3 separate regions of the Rattus norvegicus genome follow, and all the other regions are linked to region 1. A link is a contact called in public Hi-C data. All regions are on one chromosome and are shown on one strand. The core of a region is the stretch at or near the end of the contact, and the rest is flanking DNA. Distances in the headings are between cores, read along the strand shown. Region 1 overlaps Pbx1 (PBX homeobox 1). Region 2 has its middle 250 kb from the start of Lmx1a. Region 3 has its middle 50 kb from the start of Pbx1.

Region 1 (4,127 bases), core at 1,106-3,605:
GAAGCATGGGAGATATGGAGCCAGTAGCTGGAGGATGCTGCGCTCTCCACAGAGAGGAAGACTTCTCTCTACAACAGCATCTCCTACAGCAAGTCACTACGGAAGGCGGGAGGGGTTCCTTAATGCGTTCTTGCCTCAAGCTGAAAACATTTTGTGGATTAAAGTCATCCTAAGATGTCCAGAACATTGCCTGGTTCTTGCTGGCTATGATAAGTTCCCCAACCCCACCAGCAAACTCTAATATCCAAGAAAATATAAGTGTACATTCAGGCTTCTCTTCACCCAGTTCTACAATGCAGCTTAAGGATCCTTGAGGAAAGTACAATGAGATAGAAGCGGGGATATCCCATGCTAACCCACATTCCAGACTCTTGCTGGGGGACTTTGCCTCATTTTAGTTTCAGTTTCCTCGTCATGAAATAAGTAGTGATGATACTGATTTGTCACCATTCAGACTATGAGTAAAATGAGGTTATTGTTATTTATGACGATGATGACAGTGACAATGATGTTTTTTTTTAATTTGGTTGGGTTTTTTTGGGGGGAAGGGGGCTCTACATAACCCTGGCTGTCCTGGAACTCACTATGTAGACCAGGAGGACCTTGAACTCACCTCTGCCTCGGGAGTGCTGGGATTAACACAGGCTCAGACCTATTACTACTACATCACTCCTGAGGCGAAGGCTGGAGGATCAGAAGTTCATTATCACCCTCGGTTACATACAACGTAAGTAGGAGTCTCCCCTGCACTTTGTGAGACACTGCCTTTCGGGGCTGATGCACTGGTAAAGGACCAGAAATGACAGACTTAAGAGTCTGGTGTCTGGTTCCTATATGTTACAAATGTGTAACAAAGAAAGAACTGGCACAAGCCAGTGAGTGCACCCACAAACACGGGCATGGGCAAATACATACACATAGGACTCGTGTGAGGACGAACAAGTCCTGGTCAGTAACAGCATCATGTCCCACAAACCAATCATTCTTCAGTGCATAAAATGTATGCCAATATAGCATCTGCTTTTTCTCCCCCTTCCCTGTTGCTGGGGCTCCTATGCTACTAATCTCCTAAGCACTGTAAGGTCCCCCTGCTTTAAAACTCTTGTGTTTTATTTATTGGAGGAGGAGGACCAGAGGACAACCTTGGATGTTGTTTCTTGGGTCCCACACTGGCTTTTCTTTTGAAATAGCTTCTCTGTTGCCTTCAGACTTACCTATTGGTCTAAACTCAACACAGGAGATGTCACAGGTACCCACCCACCTATCTCCTCCTCCCTGCTGTGCCTAAGTTGTGTGTGGTCTGCTTTTTATATAAACTCTCTGGACTGCATTCTCCCCAAGCCAGGAAGCATCTGTGTCCTCCCAGCCTTTCAGGGCTCACATTGGATATCTCTGCCACTCTGAAAGGCTTCGAGAGAGACCCTCGGGAACCATTCGACTCGGAAGTAACCTCACCTCGGTCAGACAAGCGAGCCTAGAAGTCTCTCCTTTAGTGGTTGCTTTCAGAATTCCATTAAAAATAGATAAATTCCAGTTAGAAGAGAGCAAAGACTCCATTCATATCCCGAGGTTTACGAAAGCAGGCTTCAGTTTGAAATTTGGTTAGGATTCAGTGCTCACAGAGAAACTCCATATTTAAAACATTTAAACCAGCTGCTACCGCAGGATGTGTGGCATGGGCGGGCGCTTGCTCTCACCTTATGGATGTCAATGCTTAGGCTAACAAATATCAGCCCTGAGCCAACGAAACTTTCCTGGCCATATTCACAAACTAAATAGTAGCAGAGATATTTTTCTGTCTAACTTTCTTAACGGTGCCATCAGCACAAAGTTGCTTACTTGTTTGTTTTGTGGGACTAGGGGTTGTACCTAGAGCCCACTGCATGCTAAGCAAGGACTCTACAAGTTATCTCTAACCCAGCCCAGAAGTAAGTTTAAAATAAAAACCATCATGTTCTCAAAGAAATCTTTCCAAGTTTTTTTTTCCCATTGAATAATCTGGGGTCAGCTTCCTTTACAATAGAGTGGGTGACCTGGAGATGTTCACAGACCCTGAGGGGCATTTGCCAAGTTCTTGGACAACCTAGTCCTCATACAATCTGTGTATCAATTTCCAATGGTGTAGAAGGTAACATACATGCTGTGGTATTTTCCCAGGTGCTGAAGGAGCACCCCACCCCACCCCTTCAGCAAGATGGAAATGCTAACCTCTGCTGGTAACAGCCAAGAGGAGGTGGGAAGACCAAGGACAGACAGACAAGGAGTTTATGTCAGGATCTAGAAACAGGTGCTGTGTTCTAGCTGCCGCCAACTTTTCGTTGGCCTGTATAATTCTATTTGTCTTTCCCTGTCTGTCAGACCTGTGACCTCCCTGAATAAGAGGACAGAAGCCAAAGGTCAGGAGAGAAAGGAAGATCACATTATGCTTGCAGAGAGCCAAAAGAAAAGACTTCTTGGGGCCTCTGACAACCATTATCACTTCAACCCCCACTGAGGGCAACAGAGCAACCTTTGAAATGTGCGTGTCAACCACATTAATATGCATGCAGCTCGGTGACTGTTATGATAGGACCTGGGCAAGAGACCACCTTGAAGGCTGGCACAGAGGTGAGAGTAAGGCATGATCTGCTTGTTTCAACTTTTGACAACTTGATTTTTCCCCAGTGTGCACAGCTGCCTGGAAGAAGGCAACTTTGTAGCTTTGGGTGCAGCTCACAGGCCACGTGACAGAGCCCCAACCAATGAGAGGCAAAAGGAAGGAGGGGTACAACTCTTTGGGAACTTCTTGAAAAGGGAAAACGCCCTTCTTGTGGCTTTCTCCTTTTCTTCTGCAGACGGCACCCTAGCAGTCTTGGTATGCTATGAGATGGATGGGGCACTGGAAGTCACACCCAAGAGGTAGATGCGAGTGATGTAGACGTGCGTGAACTTGGATATCAGCGTGGGCTCTCTCGCCTCTGGAGAATGAGAGACGAATAAAGCTGCATTTTGTTTAAGCCATATTTTGGGATTTTTCCGGAGTTTTGTTTACTCTTGGCAGCTTAATTAATCCAAGCTGATACAAACTGTTAAGAGGATAGGAATCTAGAAAGCAGAGCGATTTCATGTTGGTTAGAGAGTTACAGGGAATTAGAGAGAGGCAGATTTGGGGGGCAGCTCACAGCAAAAGCCAGTGACAGGAGAGCTTCTCCACTGGACAGAAAGGGGCTGGGCCACTAGGGGGCCTCTCCTGGATTCCCCCAGAGCCATGAGTGGAGGCTGGAGAAGCCAGAAGTCTTGGTGAGTGAACCTGGGAAGAAGATGGTACCTGGCTAGGGTACTAAGTGGTCTAAAAGAGTCATTGACTTTGACCAGGAATGCAGGGGCGGGGAGAGGAGGGTGTGCACATGAGCTGCTAGGAGTGCCTTGCTCCCTCCAAGATGAAGAGGTGATAATACCATGCTCAGTGGAAATTAAACTCAACTGACCTTGAAGCTGGAGGCAAATAGAAGAGATGTAGCAATCGGAGGGGAAGTTCTAACTATTTTAGACCAAGAGCTGGAAACATACCTACAGATACACAGCGATGCTTCCCCACACAACAGTAAAGTAAGGCTTGGAGCCAAAGCTGCCTTCAGAACGGGTCAGGTGCGGAGGACTGGGAGGGAGGTGGGCTGCTCTACTTACAGAATGAAGAGCAGCCATTCGTTATGGCTTCCACACATCACCTCAGCTAAGACACTGGGTTTGTGCGCATGTGCATTAACTTTCCATTTTCTAAAGCAGCACACACCTGTCCTGCCAAGACAGTGATCTCAAGAACCCCATCTCAAAAGCCACCGGCTCCCCAACCTTTATTGATAACAAGTCACCAGGCTATGCCATTCTCCATACAAGGGAGACAGAACACAGCAGCACAGAGACAAACAAGAGGCTTTTTCTGCTTCTCAGAACTTTCTGGCAATCTCCAGAAGCCCCCAGTCAACGAAGATTAAAGACCAGATAGGAACACTGAACGCTGACTGTCTAGAGTCTCATCACAGAGAGAGACACGAACTGAGGAACCCTGGTTGCGTTGGTGGGTAGGATGTGGGCAGGGCATTAGGGTTCTGAAGCTCTAGGTTGCAAAGCATACCTGTCACAATCCC
Region 2 (4,127 bases), core at 987-3,486, 290 kb before region 1:
GCAGCAGCAGCAGCAGCAGCAGCAGCAGCAAGAAGTGCCCTACAGCAGCAGCAGCAGCAGCAGCAGCAGCAGCAGCAGCAGCAGCAGCAGCAGCAGCAAGAAGTGCCCTACAGCAGCAGCAGCCAGTACCAGAGCAGTACGGATGATCCTTGACTTATGATGCCTTGATGTAGGAGGATGGAACTTTACAGCATCGTGAAAGTGATGTGCATTCAGCCAAAAACATGCTTCCTTCACATTTCAAAGTTTTGATCTTTTCCTGGGCTAGTGACAGGCGTCATGACCCTGTCTCCAGGTTGGAAAGTGTCAGCCAGCCGCAGCTCCCAGTCAACCAGAGCATCAGTAGCATCGGGAGGAAAAAACAACTGGCAACATTCGCTAAGCTGCGACATTTGGCAGTTAGGGTTAAATGCACTTTGACTTCCTGCGTTCCCATTATGATATATCTATGGGCATGGCCCAACATCAGCCAGCATCTTTGAGTGGTACCAGCCCATCTGGTGCATCAAGTCCTGTCCTATTTCTAGTGTATCTGCCATTAGGGTCAAGGAACTTTATCTTCTGGAATATTCGGAAGATAATTCTATTAATATTCACATACTTACGTACAGATCACCTTGCTTTATCTAATTTATTAATTTACATTTTATTTGGTTTTAAAAATCAGTGCCTTTGTATTTTTGTAATAAGCGCTTTTGTTGATTATTTCATGATTACACGAATAGATACAACATGTTTAATGCAAATAGGACAAAAGAGCAGAATGTAAACAATACAAGGTGGTTGAGAGACAAAATTTAAGGCACAAGCAATTGCTGCAATTCCACAAGATATCCACTGGATGGCGCAAGAATCTCACGCAAATACGTCAGGGATGGCTACCGGAGAATTCCATTTCTCCCACGTTAAATCAAAAGTGATGCGAATTGCTGTAAAAGGTGTGCATCTCCTCGGCATCCTCACAAGGGATTGTATTGTTCTCCTTCTTTACCTGTGTGTTGGCAAGGCACTCGTCTCCTGTATTCACGCTCAGAGCCGGCCTCTGTGTCTGTCTTCCCTGAGATTCAATTTCAAGCCTGCAAACACCGCCAGTTGCATGGGGGGTGGGGTGGGGGGGAACGACTGCTTTAGCTTTGGTAAAAATCTGAGAAGAATTTTGAAGAATCAGAATTAGACCATGTACTCCACACTGTGTTGAAGTTTCCCATACCAGTGTTGCCAGCGCTGGGACAAATAGCACTGTCTTCTACCCAGTGTAAAAGGCAGCATTCATAGTAACATGGAGGAAGGGCCACGCCAGAGAAACTGCCCTGATACTTTTATATGTATTTGTCTATCGGAGCAAAACTGTTTTGTATATGTGTATATTGTTTGGTCATGTATATATGTGTTCGTGTGTGTGTGTGTGTGTGTGTGTGTGTTTGTGTCTGTGTGTGTCTTTGTGTCTGTGTGTGTGTCTGTGTGTGTCTGTGTGTGTGTCTGTGTGTCTTTGTGTCTGTGTGTGTGCGCGCCTGTGTGTGTGCGCCTGTATGTGTGTCTCTGTGTGTGTTTGTGTGTGTATGTGGAGGCCAGGGGTTAATGTCCAGTATCTTCCTCAGTTACTCTTTTTTATGGTTAATATTGTGTACTTAGAATTAATAGCTGTTTGGAGTGTTGCTCAGTCCTGGGTTCAATTCCTAGCACCTCTAACTGCAAGTCTATCGTTGGGGCTGGAAAGAAAGTTCAGTGGTTAAGATTGTATCCTGCTCTTTCAGAGGACCCAAGTCCAGTTCCCAGCAGCTCACTGGGTGGCTAGTTAACAACCACCCGTGACCCTAGCTCCGGGAATCCAGTGCCCTCTTCTGGCCCCTGTGAGCACCTGCGCTAATGTAGACATACTGGCACACATAATTAAACTAATTTTTTTTTTTAAAGAAGGAATTATCAGCAGGATTTCAATGGGGCTGGATTCCATTTAAGTGCGCCCAGATTTGTTGGCAACATCCAAAGGCTCACAATCCGGAGTCAGATGGACCTGTGCCGCCTTCTCCTCCCGGCCTGATTGATTTTGGTCATTCCGTCACAGAATTTCTTCTCAGCTTGTTTGCCCTGGGGCTTCTTGGCCTTGGCTTCTCCGATGAACAGAGTCATTGTTTCTGTCTTCCTCATGGCTGACTTGGTGGTCAGGGGAAACTGGATGATGGCACAGAGGTCGTGTTTGTTTTTCCTGGATGTACTCTTGCCAAGGGCATTTGGACCACATCCAGAGTGGCCCTGCCTTGGGCTGCCCTTCTCTTTTTTTGTGTGGCTGTGGATGTCTCTCTGCACCGCTCTTTTGGCTGGGAAAGACTTTGTGCTTGGGAGCTTTTTGTCTTCACCTTCATTGTTCTATTGGCTTCTACCTCGGTTTTTGAGGCAGGGTCTCCCACTAAGCTTGCCAATTCACCTACACTGGCGAGCTAGCAAGCCCCAGGGCCTCCATGTCTGATGCCTCTGCTTTGCCATGCCTAACTTTGTAAGGTTCTGAGGATCGAACTCTGGTCTTTATGCCTTTATGGAAAGCACTTTAGCAACTGAACCATCTCCCAGCCCGGAAAAGTTTTATTTTATTTTATTTCATTTTATTTGACTTAATTATCCAGGGCATCTTCCAGATCCTAACATGCTGTAAAGACCTCAGCCTCCAGAGGCCCAGCAAGGAGCGGTCTTCAACAGTAGTTGAAATCTGTTTTCTTTGTGTCTCACGCAGCTCCTTGCCTAGGTTTCTACCCGTGTTGATGTGTGAAATGAGTGTGAAGTGTAGTCTCTGAGGTTTATCAGAAGAAACGAAGGCTGCGTAAAAAGCAGAGAGTCAGAGCATGAGGCGAAGTGGGAAGATGAAGCTATGGTCCGAGACCCTGGATTCCTCCAGACTGGGGAGGCAGAGAGGCACAGGGCAGAGACACAATTCTTGGGAGCCTTGGGGTTCTCTATTCAAGACCACGTGGACTACTCATTTTGGCGGAGGCTGTAATATTTTCAGTACAAACACCCAGATTTGCTTCTAACTTATTTTTAAATTTTGTCTGTTGAGAAGCTTCACACTGCACACCTCGCTCAAAGCTGGCGAAGTGCAGTTACAGGTAAATGCAGGAGCGGTGTATTATATATGGCTCAAGCCTCCTTTGTTCAAGGAAGCTGATTTCATAGTCTAAAACCATCAGCTCTCGCTGTTCCCCAACAACTGTACCTGTCTCATTCCAAAGGTTTGCCTGATTTAGGTAAAGAAAGCAGACAAACAGCCCTCACCCACAGAAGCTGGAGGGCAGAGGGTATCAGCAGCTTACACAGACATAGACCACCATCGTCTAATCCCTTTTTCTAGGCTAGGATTGACCCAACCAGCTCATTGTTGAAAGCAGCTTGAAATTGATGAGCTTTTTACCCTTTCTGCACTTTGTCGTAGCTTCAATGTCTTTATCTCTGAGGAGCATTTGACAATGTCTGGGGAAATGCTGCCACACATTTGTTAATAACGGAATGGGTGGGGCACTATTGGCAGTGAGTGGGTCAAGTCATGGGTGTTGCTTTGGAGGCCATATGCAAAACAGCCCTGAAACAGGAAAATATTAAGGGGCTGGAGAGATGGCTCAGCGGTCAAGAGCACTGGCTGCTCTTCCAAAGGTCCTGAGTTCTGTTCCCAGCAGCCACATGGTGGCTCACAACCATCTGTAATGAGATCTGATCCCCAATTCTGGCATGTAGGTGTACATGCAGATAGAGCACTCACACATAAAATGAATAAATACATCACTCTTTAGAAAGGGGTGGGGTGACTGGAGAGATGATGGCTCAGCGGTTAAGAGCACTGACTGCTCTTCCAGAGGTCCCGAGTTTGATTTCCATCAACCACATGGTGGCTCACAACCATCTGTCATGGGATCCAACACCCTCTTCTAGTGTGTCTGAAGACAGTGACAATGTACTGATCAACATAAAATAAATTAAGTCCTTTGAAAAACAAAGAAAAGAAAAACTAGACAGAGATATCAACCGTAAGGAACGTTAAAAGCCCTGGTTTGACTGGAACACGGTCAGGTTTGTTTCTGCACTGTCTCTGGCGTCTACAATATGCCAGGACCATGGTATTAAGCAGCTAAGACCAAAAT
Region 3 (4,127 bases), core at 517-3,016, 260 kb after region 1:
AAATTGAACTGGAACATGGAAAGTCCTTTAACCATTTGAAGATACAATTGTTTCATTAATATTTACTTATACCTGATTAAATATTCATGATGCCTCGCCTCCTTCCTTGTCTAACAGTGCTTCATTCATGACCGTCTGTACCAGCTCAGCACAAGGGAGGTCTCAATTAGCCATTCAGGCTGACAGCCTCTCAGCAAAGGGGCCCTTTACCCTGCAATGGGCTGAAAGCAGATGAGCTTCTCTGTAGGCAGAAGAAACAGGGAAATCGAGGTGCCCTGGGCTGGGCTGATGGTCCAGTTGAGGCTGATCCTTCAAGAATGTAGACCGGAGGGCTTCAGGAGTGGAACAGTAGAAATGGGTGCAAGAAACACCTGCCAAGGGCACACAACATCCTGTAGGAAGCAACAGTGAGGTATTAACAGGACTAGAATGGGGATTCTTGACACCTTTTGTCAGGTTTCTTAGCTGCCATGGTGAGGCTAGGCAATGGCTGAGTTAGTTCAAATACAGGCATATTCCTCTTAAGAATAGCACTGAAAGTATCTTCCCTTGAAGAACCAGAGGGGGGTGGGGACAGGGGTGGGGACAGGGGTGGGGATGGCAATTAGCTATTCAGCACGACTCCTTTCTGAGATCTCAGCTCTTTCATGCAGACTATAATGACTACCTGAGTTAACCCTGTGTTAGCATTTCATAACTCTTCTAAATGGTTTGTCTCTGGAGATACCCAGTATGGTATCATACATGGCTAGACAGTTGAATCATGGTGTGAATGTTTATCTACCATGAAGGCAATCATACACGCATGACGTTCTTGTCCATTGCTGAAAATCAAATATCCAGTGGTGAAGAGATGGCATATTCAGCGACGTGTATGCTGTGCAAGCATGAGGGTCTGAGGTTGATCTCCGGTCCCCACATGAATAAAATCTAAGTTCAGGAGGATGCACTTGTAATCCCAGGGGGAGGTAAGGACAGGAGATGTTCCATGACTGCTGGCCAACAGCCTAGACAAGCACTGAGCTCAGGTTCAGTGAGAGGCCCTCCTTCAAACACTAGGATGATCATGACTGAATAGAGCATGCACCATCTTCTGTCCTTTGTGGGCATGTGCACACTGGTGCATGTGTGCGCTCGTGCACACACACATGAACATTTACACATATGAGCATGCACATATACATATGCAAAAGCAAATGCTCACTTTTTAATCTTTAAATGACGCCAGACTCTGTTGGGACTGGAGTGGAGTTAGAACAGAGGACTGTTTCCATAAGCATGCCCACATTCTAATTGCCTGAGCCTTTGAATATGTCGCCTTCCAAGTGACTTTTAGGACTTGGCTAAATCGAAGGTCCCTGATGGTGGATGAGTTTTGGATTATTCTGCTTACTCCCCCCTAACCACAGGAATCTTTAAAACTGTAAATTAAGGTAAAAGAGTGGAGTGCAGCGATACCACATGCTGGCTTCAAAGAAGGAGTGAGTGTTGCAGTAAGCCAAGAAGTTTTAAGTTGACTCCTGAGGCTGGGATACCAGACCCAAGTGGTGAGGAATTGAATTCTGCTAAGGATATGAAGGAGCAGGGAGCATATTCTCCCCTTTGCTCCCAGAGAGCTGTGAATGTTCATCTGGTGAGCCTCATCCTAGACTTCTGGATCCAAACACGACAGCTAAGTCTGTCTTGACACCACTGTCTGGGGTAATCGCTAAGGGGTGGCAATAGAGAATTAACACAGCATCTCTAACCGGCACTCCCCATCCCAAGTCCAGGTTTTCTGAACTTAGGCCTTGCCCAGCAATCGGAATGAGTGCAAAGTGCAAAGGAAACATTCTCTCCTTGCCCCGGAAAGTGCCCGCCCACATGGGCCCTTTTCCTTGCCATCTGCTCCGGAGCTCTTCCGGTTCCCATGTGGCTTAATGGAGAGTGCAAGACGCAGAACCCAATTTTTTAATTTGTATTATTTAGTTTGGATCAGCAAATGTCTCCTGAGCTGTGTCCTGTGCAGAGTGAAATCACCTCTACGCTGTGTCTTTAAAAGCCGGGGAAGTGCGCCGAGCAGCAGCAGCAGTCAATACCAATTTCCACATCTGGATCGATACCATCGGAGGGCTCAGGAGCTGCGAAGATTGTTTCACACACATTCTCCAGAGAGGGAGGGCTGGGGGGAGAGAAAGGGAATTGGTTTTAATGATTTCATGGCTCCGAGAATTCCCTCTCTCCCTCTTTTCTTTAAAAGAAATAAATACATAAAATTAGAAACCAAATTTACGGACCTGTCAGTCTGCATCAAATCCAGTGTCTTTCCCTGACCTGTCACCAAAAGTGGCATCCAATCTAGCAAACGGCCTGATGCTGTGTGTGGGGCTCTGTAGCACTGTCTGTAATAACGCAGTAGTGAAGATGGTCGTGTTTACAGCGGGCCTCCCCTCAAGGACTTTATAGGCAGTTTCTCAATCTGCTAAGACAAAACCAAGGTCCAGCAAAGGGTTCCTATCCACCCACAGGGAACAGCTGACGGGGTGACTTCTGTGTGATGTCTACATGCGTCTGGCCAGCGAGGGTCTGAAGTTGTTGTTTTTTTTTTTATGTAGCCCAGATTGGTCCCTCTGAAGGTTGGAATCTCCTGTAGCACTGGGATGGAGAACTGCTTTTGCGCAAGGCCTGGTTGCCAAGATAATGCAACTGAGATGGAATGGCAGAGAAAGGGCAAGGATCAGATGCCATTAGCCTTCCTGGAAGCTTTCCTAGTAGGTCAGGGGCTTGGCCTTTTTTTTCCCTGTGAGTGAGCACGGCTTTGAGTCCTCAGTGTCATGTGAGGCCTCTGCCTACATGCTCTCCTGCCACACCGTCCATTAGCTCACCTCCAAAGAAAACTGACCCTCATCCTGCATAGACAAACCCACCCTCAGAATGAGTCAACAAAAGAATAAACATGTCGCCTCTAGGCCCTGATAGAATGGGGCAGCTTAATCCTCAGCACGGTAAATGCCACAACTGTAAGCGTGACCAGCTCAATCTTTTAAGGCAGATCAAATGACTTTCAGGGACGGCTCTGGGCAACCCCCAGCTGTGGAGCCCAGAGGTTTCATGAAAGGCTGATTTTCCATACAGCGGTTACAAAAATTTTCTTCCTGGACAGCAACTGTTATGCGGTTCTTTCCTTTATAGTTTGACAAAGCACGGCCTTCCGGATGTCACCACAGACTCAGTTTACAGCTCTGTCTCATCTCCCTATTCGCTGTAGTCAGGGCCTGGACAGAGTCTCATGACTTGGGAAGGTACTTGCTGAAGTGGCTGAGGGAACTGTGAAGGGGGGACTGAATAGGTCATCTAACCCCTTGAGTAAAGGGTGGGACAGGACCAGGGCAGCAATCTTAGCCTCTTTTTCAGGCTGATGTAGTACATTTCCATAAATAGAATCAGAATCACACAGTCCTCAGCCCCTTGCTGCCTGATTAAAAATAGTCAGCTGTCTACATGGACTCGAGCCATGCATGCCTGGGCTCTGTGTCCTCCTGTAGGCCTCCCAAGCCTTCGCTTTGCTGGCTACTCTCACGGAGGACAAGTTTGAAGCATCCTCTCAGCAGGGAGAGGCTTGCAAGGCAACATGTCCCTGCAGACATGGCTTCTCTTTAAGAGTCAGGACATCCCCACTAAATTAATCTTCTTGAAATGAGATTTCAAAAGAGCACAAAATGTCAACCTTCATTCAGAAGACATGGTTTTAGTTGTGGCTATGTTTTCAGCCTGTCCACACTGTGCTTCACTCTTCCTGATGTGTGTTTCCTGTTCACCCAACATATCCCGAATCAACTAACAGCAACTAGTTTGATTATGAAACTGTAAAACCGGATAGAGAAAGCTCCTCAAATCTTCCAATAAAGCACTCAACCCAACGAGATAAAATTTTCTGTTTAACAGTCAAATTAATGGTTTTTTTGTTTTTGTTTCTTATAAATTTTGTTATCATTATCAGGGCTAGAGAGAGAGTTAGTTTGGAAAGTACCTGTTGTGTAACCATGAAGATCTGAGTTTAAATCTCCAGCATCCACATAAAAAGTCAGCGTGGCTGCATGTAATGTTGGTACTGGGGAGGCAGAGGCAGAAGAGTACACCAAAATCGG

What was found. Hi-C and Micro-C count contacts between places; a contact is called where the count stands out from the background.
Region 2: a Hi-C map of liver shows a contact between it and region 1, with 4 times the contacts expected there. The contact joins two enhancer-like sites. A contact is called at or near these places in 7 of 12 Hi-C or Micro-C datasets (the A7r5 cell line, the Rat2 cell line, Schwann cells and 4 more).
Region 3: a Hi-C map of liver shows a contact between it and region 1, with 5 times the contacts expected there. The contact joins two enhancer-like sites. A contact is called at or near these places in 2 of 12 Hi-C or Micro-C datasets (liver and psoas muscle).

What each region holds. Positions count from the first base shown.
Region 1 is chr13:82,909,971-82,914,097 of GRCr8, forward strand. The region is part of intron 2 of Pbx1 (PBX homeobox 1); the gene reads right to left. Among named protein-coding and RNA genes, the nearest start is that of Pbx1, 210 kb to the right of the region's middle. Within about 2 kb of position 2,356, at least 2 of the 93 cell types and tissues checked have an H3K27ac peak or open chromatin away from gene starts, as enhancers often do. A contact at or near this core is called in liver, where this site is marked.
Region 2 is chr13:82,619,390-82,623,516 of GRCr8, forward strand. It overlaps the pseudogene LOC134481462. Among named protein-coding and RNA genes, the nearest start is that of Lmx1a, 250 kb to the left of the region's middle. Within about 2 kb of position 2,237, at least 23 of the 93 cell types and tissues checked have an H3K27ac peak or open chromatin away from gene starts, as enhancers often do. A contact at or near this core is called in liver, where this site is marked.
Region 3 is chr13:83,168,550-83,172,676 of GRCr8, forward strand. No RefSeq gene overlaps it. Among named protein-coding and RNA genes, the nearest start is that of Pbx1, 50 kb to the left of the region's middle. Within about 2 kb of position 1,767, at least 10 of the 93 cell types and tissues checked have an H3K27ac peak or open chromatin away from gene starts, as enhancers often do. A contact at or near this core is called in liver, where this site is marked.